Linked DNA regions of Zea mays: all the other regions are linked to region 1. A link is a contact called in public Hi-C data. All regions are on one chromosome and are shown on one strand. Each heading gives the region's core, a stretch centred on a gene start, on an enhancer-like site or on the middle of the called end of the contact. The rest is flanking DNA. Distances are from core to core; before and after follow the strand shown.

Region 1 (4,360 bases), core at 887-3,386:
AAAACTTTTTTGAGATTATATAAAAGAAAGAATTCCTTGGCAGGAAACCCCCAAAAAAAGCCCATCAACAATTTCTACAGCCAGCAATCCTACTGCTTTACAGCAAGCCTCTCTAATTACCTTGGCCAATGTATGTACCATGCTTGCAGAGAATGACCTGTTTTACAGAAACAAGCATGAAGCATGCGCCACAACACAGGGGCTGATGGTCGTCAGACTTCCCCATTGAGCAGCGGCTCGTGCATCTTCTGCACCAGGAACAGCGACTCGTACACGAAGCCTGCCAGGGGCCCGCCGAGCAGCGGGCCGATCCAGTAGACCCAGTGGTTTGTCCAGTCCCCGGTGGCCAGGGCCGGGCCGAAGGAGCGTGCCGGGTTCATGGACGCGCCGGTGAAGTTGCCGCCGGCGAGGCTGTTGGCGCCGACGATGAGGCCCGTCAGCAGCGGGCCGATGGCGCGGACCTGGCTCCGCGGGTCCAGGATCATGGCGTAGGTGACGAAGAGCAGGGAGAAGGTGAGGATGACCTCCATCACCAGGCCCTGCATCGGGCTGATGCCCCTGCCCAGGGCGTGCACCGGGGTCACCTGCATCGCACATCTTGGTCAGCACTGCTAGTCGTTTTCACCAGCTTCCGTTCCGTTGTTAATTTTCGTGATCAAAAGGGCGACGTTAAACAAATATCGGTGGATTCAGTCGTTTGTCATATAGGAGATAATAAGTATGATTCAGTCCAACTCTTGGCTTTGGCTTTACTCGACCATGCTGTGTACTCCACTAACTAACTCTTCTAAATCTGAAAGGCCACATTTGATTGGTAGGCAGAAGCTCATGGACCAGATAGGCAGGTCAAATAGAATGGCATGGACTTATTAGAAGCCAGGAGCAGATAAAATTCACTGTCATATATACCAAGTAGACACAACCTTGGCAAAAAAAATATTTTTAGTTCATGTTTACTACTTTTTACAAAACAACAGACAGCGCTGCAAAAAAAATCAGTTGATTGTTATGTAGTAAATATGTTTCCCTTAACCCTTTATTAAGGGTCAAACTAAAACTAAACAAGAAAGAGTGAACTAATTATCCATAAGCCCATTAAAGACCCTAAAAGGTCTCCATAAAGCCTCTCACCCATTCGAGCCCGGCCCAAGTTGATTTGAGGCAGACAAGCATGGCCCGCGTCTCTCTACTACCGAAACAATAGCCATCCGACAGCGCACACCAAACATAACATAAATAGGATCCACAAAAACAAGCATATATAGGATTCATTCAACGACGGAAACCCACGATTTTTTGGTCCCCTTTCTGAGCTCTCTCTCCTCCCCCACATCCTTTGGACCGCGGAATTTACCAAGGACAGTAATTACTTGGAGTAAAATCACGTGGTACTCCTAGATCCATGAATCTGCGCGGGTACGGTGGAAGTGGAGCGTACCATGCCGCCGCTGAGGAAGCGGAGGAGGACGCAGGCGGCGGAGGAGGCCAGCAGCTGGGCGGCGACGTACAGCACCGCCCGGAGCTTGGTGATGTGGCCGCGCACCATGAGCCCCACCGTCACCGCGGGGTTCAGGTGGCCGCCGGAGACGTGGAACCCGGCCGTCACCAGGACGCCAGCGGCCAGCGCGTGCGCGATTGCCACCGCCGCCAGCGTCGCCATCGGCATAGCGTCGCCGGGCTTCCCGTCGGATCCTGCGCGCGTGCAGAGCCACGTACGTTTCATAAAGGGGGAAAAGGACCTGTCTTTTCCTGGCCAGAGCCCAGAGGGATAAATAACAAATAGGAGGGCGATCGAGTGGAGAGGAGACGGTCTGATAGAGGCGCGGTGGGCGCATGGTCGTATGACGTACCGGCGGCCATGGCGGCGGAGACGCCGGTGAAGACGAAGAGGAAGGTGAGGACGAGCTCGGCCAGCACGGCGCGCACGCAGCCGACGTCCAGTATCTCGTCGTGCTCGAACGAATCGACCAGCTTGTTCATGAGCTTCGCCATGGATGAGAATGGATTGTTGCGAGGAGCCTTATTGTTGTTGCTCCTGTTCTTGGCGGGGGTGTAAAAGCGCCGGTTGTTTATTGTATCCTTGGATGACAAAGGGCTAGGAAAAGCGCAGGGAGATATTATTTTGAAATGCAGGAGGGGTGGGACGTGGGCTCCGGCCTTGTGGCGCCTCGCCTGGTTTTATAGAAAAGCAAAGGGAAAATGGGTACCAAGAGGCGTGGGCAAAATAGTCCAGTTTTTTCGTGGCCCTGGAGGTCGCCATCTCAGCAACAACAAAGAAAATTAGAAGAGTTGTGGCGACCTGCACTATGCAGCAGTGTGCTGTGACGATGGCTGGTTACTGTGTGGATTTATATCTACCATTGTATTAGCTATTGGTGATGGAACTTACTATTGATCAGACTATAGGTGGTCGTCACTCGTCAGTCCTACCATAGCACTCCGGTAGAACAGCTACCATGCACTGGAAGTGAAGATACTACGAGAGTAGCGTGTATTTATCCTGACTATAGGCTAGAGGGTGGAGTATTGTACTCTCGGCTGGCGTGAAATCATTATGATCTTAAATTATCCAAAGATGTGTTGACATATGCAAGAGTTAAGTGCTACATATATTCACAACTGTGTATTAATCTATTCGGATCATCGTTACTTCCCCGATATGAAGATTGGATCACTACTCTGCATTGTAGTTTAAGAAGTGGAACAAGATATGGTAAAATGAAGTTAGTGAAGGACAAGTGATTGATCTAGATCAGGTTAATCTAGATTTATGAAAGTACTTAACTTTATAATCTAAAATATGGCTTAAGGATTTATTTTTAAGTAAGCTTTTCTGCATAAGAGACTTTGATTCTTGCTTAATCTTACCTTGAGTCCCCAAAACCAGTATACCCTTGGAGTTTTTCTTTAGTTAGGTAAGTCTCGCAGAGTATTTGTATACTCAGGGTTTTATCCCACCGTGTTGTTGTAGATAAAGACTTATTATGCTGTAGATAGTAGCTAAGTGCTGGTGGGCTCAGCCTTCTTATATAAGTATCTCTTCTGTACTTCATCCTGAGGATTGTCATTTGAGCTAGCAATGTATTTCAAATTTATAATTGTATTCATTTTTTTCAAAGTTGTATTACTTACAAATCAACTTTGTATTCACTCTTAAATTGATATTTGTAAACTGTTTGTAATATTAATTCTGCTGTGAACTTCGATATGTGATTTGTGTTTACTTAACCCTCCGATCTTGGTTGTAAATGGATTTTCCAAGGTCCTCCGGGATACTCAGACGGATTTCTTCTAAGTTATCTGGTACACATGCATAGTTGTCTGAGGTCTTTAAGATAAAGACAGGTGCATGTGGGCCATATAACTTGGGAGGATCTACCATAGGCAACCTCGTAGAAGTTCAAAAGTTAGAGAACTTCATGAAGATAATTTCAAGTCTGATAGCAAATGCGGAGACATCAAAATAGAAGATGAGGATATTGAGTTTGAAGCAGACCACGACAAAGTGCTCCCAACAAAAGATTATGAGCAAGACAATTAAGATCGATAACGGTTAGATGTCTCTATTTTATATCTTAATTTCTTACATTGCATATTTGCACTACTATTTTGCCGATTAGTGCGTACTGATTATTTTTAATTAATCCCATATAATTGATTGATCACTCATGTCTAGCTAATCGATTATTCAATATCTGATATCTTGAACATCGACTAAAATGCAAAAACTTTTTACTTGTTGTCATTATACTTGAAAATACCGAAATACATCAACCAAACATTAACCTAAAGCATGTACATTGGTACCACAGAACGGGGTACCCTTTACTACAGTATCAAAACGCAGTACCCACACGATTATCTCTAATCGTGTGCTAAGGAACTGAGTAGCTTGACCTAAGTCACAACTCACCCGAGGCCAACCTCAGGCGGGAGACACAGTCACGACTCGCTTGAGGCCAACCACGAGCGGAAGACACAGCCACGCCTCGATCGAGGCCAACATTGGGCGGGAGACACAGTCACGACTCGCTCGAGGCCAACCACGAGCGGAAGACATAGTCACGCCTCGAGCGAGGCCAACCTCGGGCGGGAGATACAATTACGACTCACCCGAGGTTGACTCCGGGCAGGGGACGTAGTTGCGACTCACCCGAGGCCAACCTCGGGTGGGAGACGCAATCACGACTCGCCCGAGGCCAACCCAGGGTTGGAGACGCAGTCGCGACTCGCCCGAGGCTGGCCTCGGGCGAGAAGCGCATTCCCGACTCACCCGAGGCCAGCCTCGGGTGAGAAGCGCATTTTTCGATTTGCCCGAGGGCGTCTAAAGTGTATGTCCCCGCCTTATGGGTAGATCTGG
Region 2 (4,360 bases), core at 1,365-3,864, 170 kb after region 1:
TTTGAGTGCTATGTACAAGAAGATGGCAAATATATTACCCAAGAGAGCTACCACCACAGATGCAGGGACCATGAATTATGTCTCCTTTCTGAGGAAGTCCTAATAAAAGTTGTATCATGTACAACTAACAACACAAGCTACTTGGATCATCATATCATGTACCATCCTACCATGTCCACCAACCAACTAAGACTATAATTAGCACGGCAATAAACTAAACTGAATAGGAGTACAAGTTACCAAGTCCAATTGCATCTGATCCTTTCATGATCCTGAGCCTGCGGCAAGAGTCAGCGAACATCCTACAATTGGAGTGAAAGAAAATGTGTCCGGAGAAAATGAGGCACAAATCAGATAGGTAACTAATTTAGTTCCATTTCCATTATTTTAAGTAAGATCAGTGTACTTACTCCCATGGTACATCGCCAACAAGCATCCAATCTCCATCCTTGTCCTCGTAAGTCAGAACATATTCACCATCCTTGCGGTACTCAGATAAGCCATCCTTGCCTGATATGGCATTACACCCATACTAACCTGTAAGACCAATAAAAGGAAAGCAGAAGAGAACCTCTTCTTGTACTAAAATTTCTACTGAAAAGACTCGGACCGCATTTTCATGTCCATGATTCTAAGAAAGTGGTGACAACTAATGAGATATTAGATATACAAATACAGGACAGACCATAGATCTCCAAATTTCAGAAATATATAGTGGATGTTGCTCTCATAGTGATAGTAGCTTTCTGGAATAATACTCAGGACCCGAAGATATCCTCGAATAATCATAACATGGAGACAAAAATTATTTTGCCTTACAGGAAATAAAATCTTTCTAAGAAAGACTTGATGCAAATGCAATAACAGAACAAGCAGCAGGGTATTTGTTTAGCAAGGAATAAAAAGTTCACTAAAGATAAAAAAAGAAGATGTGCCAGATTGTTTGTAATCTCACAATTACTCAAAACTAACGGTAAGTCGAAGCTATTGCTTATCCAAGGATTCAATTGTTTGTAATCTCACAATTACTCAAAACTAACGGTAAGTCAAAGCTATTGCTTATCCAAGGAATCAATTATGATGCTTTTTAAAGGCTTCTTGATGTACTTCTTACACCATCCACATCAAAATGAAACACAATTACATACTGACGTGCCATCCGGGAGAGGAGAGTAACCCGAGACATCTCACCAGTACTGAAGCCACTGAACATCTTCTCAAGCGCAGTCGACAGGTCCTTGTAGTTCTTGTAAGTCTTGAGGTCAATCTTCCTGAGGTACGGCGCGCCATCCATGCTGACCTTGACGTACAGGAACCCCTGGTCCTGCTTGGCCTCAGCATCCTCCTTGCTGCCCTTCAGCTGGGTGGTAGACATCGTGTTCTTGCGGTAGCTTCGGATTGGTGGCCATCCCACCACCTGAGCTCTGCACAACACACCTGGGCTCAATAATCTTTACAACCACGGAACGAAGAGGTAGATCAGGAGATGCTGTACAAAACAAAGAAATTTGGCGATTTTTGGGACGAAAGTTGCAGAGTTTGAACAAGGTAATGCGAAACCAAAATGTTATGTACAAAATATAAAAAAAAACAAATCAGGGAGAGCAGAGAAAAGATGAGAAGAGCCTTTGAGCAAGCAACAAAAGTGAAAAAAAACCCAAGAAAGCTGAAGACGAATTGAAAGAGCCCATTTAGAAAAGTAGAGAATTTGGAGGAAAAGTGGGATTTTAAAAGAACATAACAAAGCTGCAACTTCAGTTTCCCTCCTCTAGGCCGCAAGACAAACCGAAATTCCCACCTAAAGAAGAGTAAAAACAAATCGGAAATACCAAGGCCAGAGAGAGAGAGAGAGAGAGAGAGAGAGAGAGAGAGAGAGAGAGAGAGAGATCCCCTAAAATACAATTCACCCCTACCCTTTTGTTTCCCTCAAAAGCACAGAATTTCCAAAGATGATTTTCTGTCACAGAACCTGCAAATGTCATGAGCTCAAAAAACCCAGCAAGATTTCCCAAACAGTAGAAAACTTGCTCCCAAACAAAGGGGCAACAATCACAATCTGCAAATCACTAGTGGCGCCAGATGAACGCACTGGCAAAGCCCAAGCTTTCCCTTTTTTTTGTTTGAGGCAGCAAACACCAAGATCCACTCCCGAATCCACCTACTTTGCGACCGGCTGCGGCGTCGCTGCAACCTTCTTGTCGTCCTCCTCTTCCGCTACCTTCTTTCCCTTCCCGGAAGCTGCACCGGGCGATGGCGTCGGCGCCTCGTCAGAAAACCCGCGCTTGGCGCCCTTAGCCGGGAGCAGGTCCAGGGTGGTTGCGGTGGCAGCCACAACACGGCGGTCCGGCGAACCGGACCCCGGCAGACCAAGGCGGAGCTCGGTACCCTTCAGGTCGTCGTGGGCAGCGGCGGCAGCCGCCGCCGGCGAGAGGCCTATGTAGTCGAGGTCGAGTGGGGGCGACATGGGGAGCAGCAGGACATGAACCGGAGGACGGGGGAGGTGAGGAGTGGCTGTTTGTGTGTGATGGGTAGGGTAGCCGGTAGGGGGGGAGTGGGAGCCTGAGAGTGGAAAGGGAGAGTGGGAGTGGGAGTCGAAGCGAAGAGTGGTTTGTTTGAGGGGGAGAATTCAATCTATACTATTTTTAAAAGGGGAAATTTGGATTCATACCATTAAAAGATCACCACTTTGGATTCATACCATTACTATCTCACTTACATGTGAGTCCACATGAGTCAATGACATGTGGGATCCATGGTATATATCTAAAGTTTGAATCTTTTAATGGTATAGATCAAATTGTTCCTTTTAAAAGAGATAGAGTTCAAACAATAACACCATTAAAAAAATAGAATGTTAATTCATTTCTTTCATCGTTCTAACCAAAATTTGACACTAAATTTAACGTGCTTGTACTGGTTTGTCCCTCAATATACAAACCTAGTCACATGTCCGGGTGAAGGGACACAAAAAAATTTGATCTAGACATCTCATCAAATAATATAATATAATTAAAAAATAAAATATTAAAACATAATAAAATACAGATAGCAATTATAACTTAGGAAATTCTATCACATAAAGGTCAACATAATATTTGAGATACATCTAATCTAAACATCTTCTAGACAGTAATCAAGCATCTCCACATCATAATAGTATGGTCTGGAAAATATTTAAGGGTATATTTGGTTTAGGTTTTAGTGTTGGGACCATAATTAGAGGTAACCCCAACACTCCTAAACTCGGTTGGTAATCACCATCAGCACAAGCTGCAGAGCCTGATGGGCGCAATTCAGGTCAAGGCTCCGTCCACTCAAGGGACGCGATCTCGCCTCACTCGAGCCCAGCCTCGGGCAGAAACAGTAGACCCTGGCGGATTCACGCCTCGCTCGAGGGCCTCCTCAAGCAACAGGCGCACCCTCGACTCGCCCGAGGCCTAGCTCGGGCAGGCTTCGCACTGAAGCAACCTTGGCCAGATCACCTCGCCAACCGACCGTATCGCAGGAGCATTCAATGCAAGGATCGCCTGACACCTTATCCTGACGCACGTTCCTCAGTCGGCAGGGCCGAAGTGACCGCAGTCACTTCGCCCCTCCACTGACTGACCTGACAGAAAAACAGTGTCGCCTGCCCCGCTCCGACTGCTGTGTCACCCGCTAGGGTGAGGCTAACTGAAAGGGAAATATGCCCTTGGGCCATTTCTAAGTATTTTGGTGATTTAGTGTCTAACACAAGTGCTTAAATGTAAAATGGTGGACAAAGTACAAACCAAGGATAAAGGTATGTTTCTCAGACTTAGTACATTATTTTAGTGACTAATGTATTGTGTCTAAGTGTTGGAAACAGGAAAAAGCAAATTGAAAATGCATTGGCTCGAGCAGCCAAGTTTCAGCTCAGTCTGGAGCACCGGACTGTCCGGTGCGCCAGGCTGGCTTGAGCGAACTGGCCGCTCTCGGGAATCCACCGGCGACGTACGGCTATAATTCACCGGACTGTCCGGTGTGCACCGGACAGTCCGGTGAGCCAACGGTCGGCCGCGCAATCTGCGCGGGACACGTGGCCGAGCCAACGGCTAGAAGAAGGCACCAGACTGTCCGGTGCGCCAACGGCTCTCTGGCTGCCAACAGTCGACTGCGCCATTTTTGGAAGGAAATCGGGCACCGGACAGTGTCCGGTGTGCACCGGACTGTCCGGTGCGCCAGCCGACAGAAGGCAAGATCAGCCTTCCTAGATTGCTCTCAACGGCTCCTAGCTGCCTTGGGGCTATAAAAGGGACCCCTAGGCGCATGGAGGAGAAAACCAAGCATACTCACAACATTCCTAAGCACCAAGTCATCGATTTCGCGCATTTGTTTCTTT
Region 3 (4,360 bases), core at 1,359-3,858, 140 kb after region 1:
GGGCTCTCGTACGAGAAGGTTGGCCGCGCGGGAGAACGGGCTGGCGGACAGTCTATCTCTCTCTCTCTCCCTCGCGAACGCTTGTAACCCCCTACTGCAAGCGCATCCGCCCTAGGCGCAGGACAACACGAAGGCCGCGGGTTCCCCTTTGCTGCCTTTCCCCCTTTGTGTTCCGTCTCGCGCGGACCCATCTGGGCTGGGACACGCAGCGACAATTTACTCGTCGGTCCAGGGACCCCCCGGGGTCGAAACGCCGACAAATCTGTTGCACGCCATAGATGGCCAAACGGCGGCCCGGCATGGGCCAGACGCCCGCGGGCCACAACTCTGACCCAAGCACGTCATGTCGGCCTGCTGACTGTGCCGGGCCAGCCCGTTAGCCCGTCGGTCCATCTGATTAAATCAGCGTAAAATGTTAAAAAACGGTACAGGAGGTGGGCTTCGAACCCATGCCCTGATGGAAGAAGGGCGGGAGACACTGGGTGAAGCTGTCAAACCAGTAGAACATCATGCTCAAATATTTTTAATATTGAATATAAATTGTATATATGTATATACGTTTTTTGTAAAATAAAAAATATAATCATGTCGGGTCAGGCCAGCACTAGGCCGAGGCTACAGCCCAAGCATGGCACGACGTTCTTGGCTCTTGCAAGCATTAGGTCATTTCTGAGACCACATTGGCGAAATGGACTCCATAGTGTCTGAGGTTGCTGAATTAGATGGAGCAACAATGATTTGTCACACTAACAGTAGAATGAAAGATTATTTGTTAGTTTTAAACGTTAGTAATTGCTACTGAGAGCACCTAGAGGGGGGGGGTGAATAGGTGATCCTGTAAAAACTTAAAACTTAATGCCACAAAACTTGATTAGGAGTTAGCACAATAAAGCCAAGTGGCTAGAGAGGAGTTCTTGCAAAACACAATAACCACAAGGAGATCAACACAGAGAGGCACAGTGGTTTATCCCGTGGTTCGGCCAAGTCCAACACTTGCCTACTCCACGTTGTGGCGTCCCAACGGACGAGGGTTGCACTCAACCCCTCTCAAGCGGTCCAAAGACCCACTTGAATACCACGGTGTTTTGCTTTGTTTTACTATATCCCGTTTGCGAGGAATCTTCACAACTTGGAGCCTCTCGCCCTTACAATTTGATGTTCACAAAGAAGCACTGAAGTAAGGATGGGATAAGCAACACACACAAGACACAAAATCAGAGCACAAATACGCACACAAGTCACAACTTGAGCTCTCAACACAACTCAAAGAGTTCTCTACTCAAATTGAGCTCTAGTTGCTATCACAAAGAATCGAATGCGCGGAAATGAGGTCTTGGTGCTTAGGAATGCTCAAAGGATGCTTGGTGGTCTCCTCCATGCGCCTAGGGGTCCCTTTTATAGCCCCAAGGCAGCTAGGAGCCGTTGAGAACATTCCAGGAAGGCAATTCTTGCCTTCAGTCGACTGGCGCACCGGACAGTCCGGTGCACCACCGGACACTGTCCGGTGCAGATTTCTTTCCTATTTTGGCGCAGTCGACCGTTGGCGATTTGGAGCCGTTGGCGCACCGGACACTGTCCGGTGCACACCGGATAGTCCGGTGCCCCCTTCAGACCGTTGGCCCGGCCACGCGTCACGCGCGGATTGCGCGGCCGACCGTTGGCTCACCGGACAGTCCGGTGCACACCGGACGGTCCGGTGAATTTTAGCCGTACGCCGCCGACGAATTCCCGAGAGCGGCCTTTTCACCAGAGCCAGCCTGACGCACCGGACAGTCCGGTGCACCACCGGACAGTCCGATGCTCCCAGACTAAACTGTCTTTGGCTGAACAAAGCCATCACTTTTCCAAATTGATTTCTCCTGTTTCCAGTACTTAAACACAGTACATTAGTCTTTAAAACAAAGTACTAAGACTTAGAAACATACCTTTATGTTGGTTTTCACTTTGTCCATCATTTGGCATAGATTAACACATGACCACTTGTGTTGGCACTCAATCACCAAAATACTTTGGAAATGGCCGAAGGGCACATTTCCCTTTCAGCTACGAAGTAGCATAGTTTATATGGAGCGTATCTAGTTTTTATTGATGCCTGACTTTAGCAATCACTCCATACTTTGATCCATCTTTTTTATAAGTTGAGTTCATGTGACTTATTTTAGAAACTTGAAATCACAACTTTCTCTTATTTGGTCTCTGTATGGTGGAATTATGTCATTTTATAACCTTTGTTCGTTAAGTCAGTCGTTATGAACTATCTTATAATCGCTCACTTCATTTGTCGTGTTGTACCGTGACATATTGCATGGAGTAAACAATAACATGAGTTAGCCAAATCAAAAAAATATTATACAAAGAGCGGAGACAATAAATTTAAAATGTTGAAATTTTTTTGGTGAATAGTTTACGTGAGTATTGTTATAAGCCGTCGCAACGCACGAATAACCGACTAGTATTTATTATATATAACAGAAATAAGTTGATTCTACCAAAAATTATAAAATAAACTCATATAATGCATTAACTTATGACATAGGCACAAACACGCCGTTTATTTTGGGACGGCTCCACAGTCCCACCTGACAGGCACACTGATGGCCCCGCCAGATCCAAGCCGCGACCCAGACGGCAAGATAGAGCGAGCGACCTCTCGATTCTCCCCATCCCGCCGTGCTTCCCGTCTTCACCAAATCCTTCGCCACGATGGCGCGCCTGCTCATCCCCCTCCCCTTCGCCGCCGCCTCTGCCTCATCGCTCCACCTCGCCGTCTCCCGCCTTCCTCTCGCCGCGGTCTCCGGTACGCAGCGGATCCTTACCCGAGCCCTTCGCCTGCTATCTATCGACCTTGCGTGGGGCACCCCCCGTGTGACGTATTGCGGTTCCTGTCGTTTCAGCCGCGCGTCGCGAGTGTCTCTTTGGGGGAAGGGTGGTAGGAGGAGTGGTGAGGGCGCCCGCGAGGCTTTCTAAGCGCGGGTTGTGCGCCGGCGCAGAGGCTGGCGACTCGGCCGTCACGGTGGAGGCCATGGAATGGGTCAAGAAGGACAGGAGGCGCCTGCTCCACGTCGTCTACCGCGTCGGGGACCTCGACAAGACGATCAAGTAGGACACGGTGCTTGCGACGGATTGCTTTGCTGTTTGCTCCAATTTGGATGAAATTATCGTATATCTGTAGGTTCTACACGGAGTGCCTGGGCATGAAACTGTTGAGGAAGAGGGACATTCCCGAGGAGAGGTACACCAATGCCTTTCTGGGGTACGGGCCTGAGGATTCACATTTTGTTGTGGAGCTCACTTACAGTAAGCTTCTCTAGTCAAAATACCTTTAAAGCATCTCAGTTAATCAGATAATGGCACTGCCTGTTGCGATTTAACATGTAAAATCCGTTGGGTACTTTTTCCTGGCAGATTATGGTGTGGAGAGCTATAACATCGGGACTGGTTTTGGCCACTTTGGAATTGCTGTTGAGGATGTAAGCAGTAAGCTTGTATCTCTATGGACATTCTCCATTTTATTCGCTGACGTTCAGTTCTCTGCCGATGCAGTGTAATGTTTTTTTTTTTGTTTTCTTGAGTCAGTGATGTTGCATAGAGAATTATGGAGAGTCCATTTATTGCTTTTCTTTGCTTGGATAGGTCCCAAGTTGTCGAGGACATATCCTGTGCAATCACTCATTTTGGTGCAAGCGTGCAATCAAACTATCCAGAGCATCCAATCTAGATCCAACGGTTTCATATGGAAGAGGTTAAAAGTAAAATAGGTACTATGTTTTAGATGGAAGGGGTTAAATATAAAATAACAGTCATTATTAGATCTAGATCGGATGCACCAGATCGCTTGATTGCATGCTTGCACCAGGATAAGTGATTGCATAGGATATTTTCCCCAAGTTGTCTCACGCTTTAGCACCAAGCGCAACCTGTATTTTCTTTTACGTTCAAGAAAATAATTAAGCCCCTATTGATTAAGGGTTTTCATTTGGATCTAACCCGTCTAGAGTCTAGACATAATCAAAGACTTATCCACATATTTATATTTATTACTTAAGCATTTGTTTTTGTTACTCATACTTGCCTGCAACTTCCCTCCCCCTGTATGTCATTTTTTTCGAGATGAATAGATTTTGCATACTCAATCAGAATCTAAGTACCTAGAAAATGGACATTGTCTTATCATAGGATTTCATATAAAGACATAAAAAGGCATAGACAGTACAAGATACAGTTGTTTCACAAGTAAAAGAAATGCTATAGTTGGTCGTTGACACTTGCCTGTTACATGCATAATTTCAAGTAAGAAGCTCATTTAATATAGAGACTCAATTCTTTTTTTTTTGCTGTAACATATGTCCTTACAGCACAA

What was found. Hi-C and Micro-C count contacts between places; a contact is called where the count stands out from the background.
Region 2: a Hi-C map of leaf shows a contact between it and region 1, with 4 times the contacts expected there. The contact joins the promoter of LOC100191581 here to the promoter of LOC541897 in region 1. A contact is called at or near these places in 2 of 25 Hi-C or Micro-C datasets (leaf and tassel).
Region 3: a Hi-C map of endosperm shows a contact between it and region 1, with 2.2 times the contacts expected there. The contact joins the promoter of LOC100191237 here to the promoter of LOC541897 in region 1. A contact is called at or near these places in 3 of 25 Hi-C or Micro-C datasets (ear, endosperm and leaf).

Annotation. Positions count from the first base shown.
Region 1 is chr6:144,260,810-144,265,169 of Zm-B73-REFERENCE-NAM-5.0, reverse strand. It overlaps LOC541897 (tonoplast intrinsic protein 4), which reads right to left and starts at 2,136. Exons shown (of 3, transcript NM_001111563.2): 1 at 1,851-2,136; 2 at 1,439-1,692; 3 at 1-584. The coding sequence starts at 1,992. The coding sequence ends at 213.
Region 2 is chr6:144,095,511-144,099,870 of Zm-B73-REFERENCE-NAM-5.0, reverse strand. LOC100191581 (IAA17-auxin-responsive Aux/IAA family member) reads right to left here and starts at 2,614. Exons shown (of 5, transcript NM_001137011.2): 1 at 2,163-2,614; 2 at 1,192-1,424; 3 at 411-510; 4 at 241-302. The coding sequence starts at 2,464.
Region 3 is chr6:144,125,064-144,129,423 of Zm-B73-REFERENCE-NAM-5.0, reverse strand. It overlaps LOC100191237 (putative glyoxalase family protein), which reads left to right and starts at 2,608. Exons shown (of 9, transcript NM_001136671.1): 1 at 2,608-2,797; 2 at 2,895-3,099; 3 at 3,173-3,297; 4 at 3,406-3,470. The coding sequence starts at 2,704.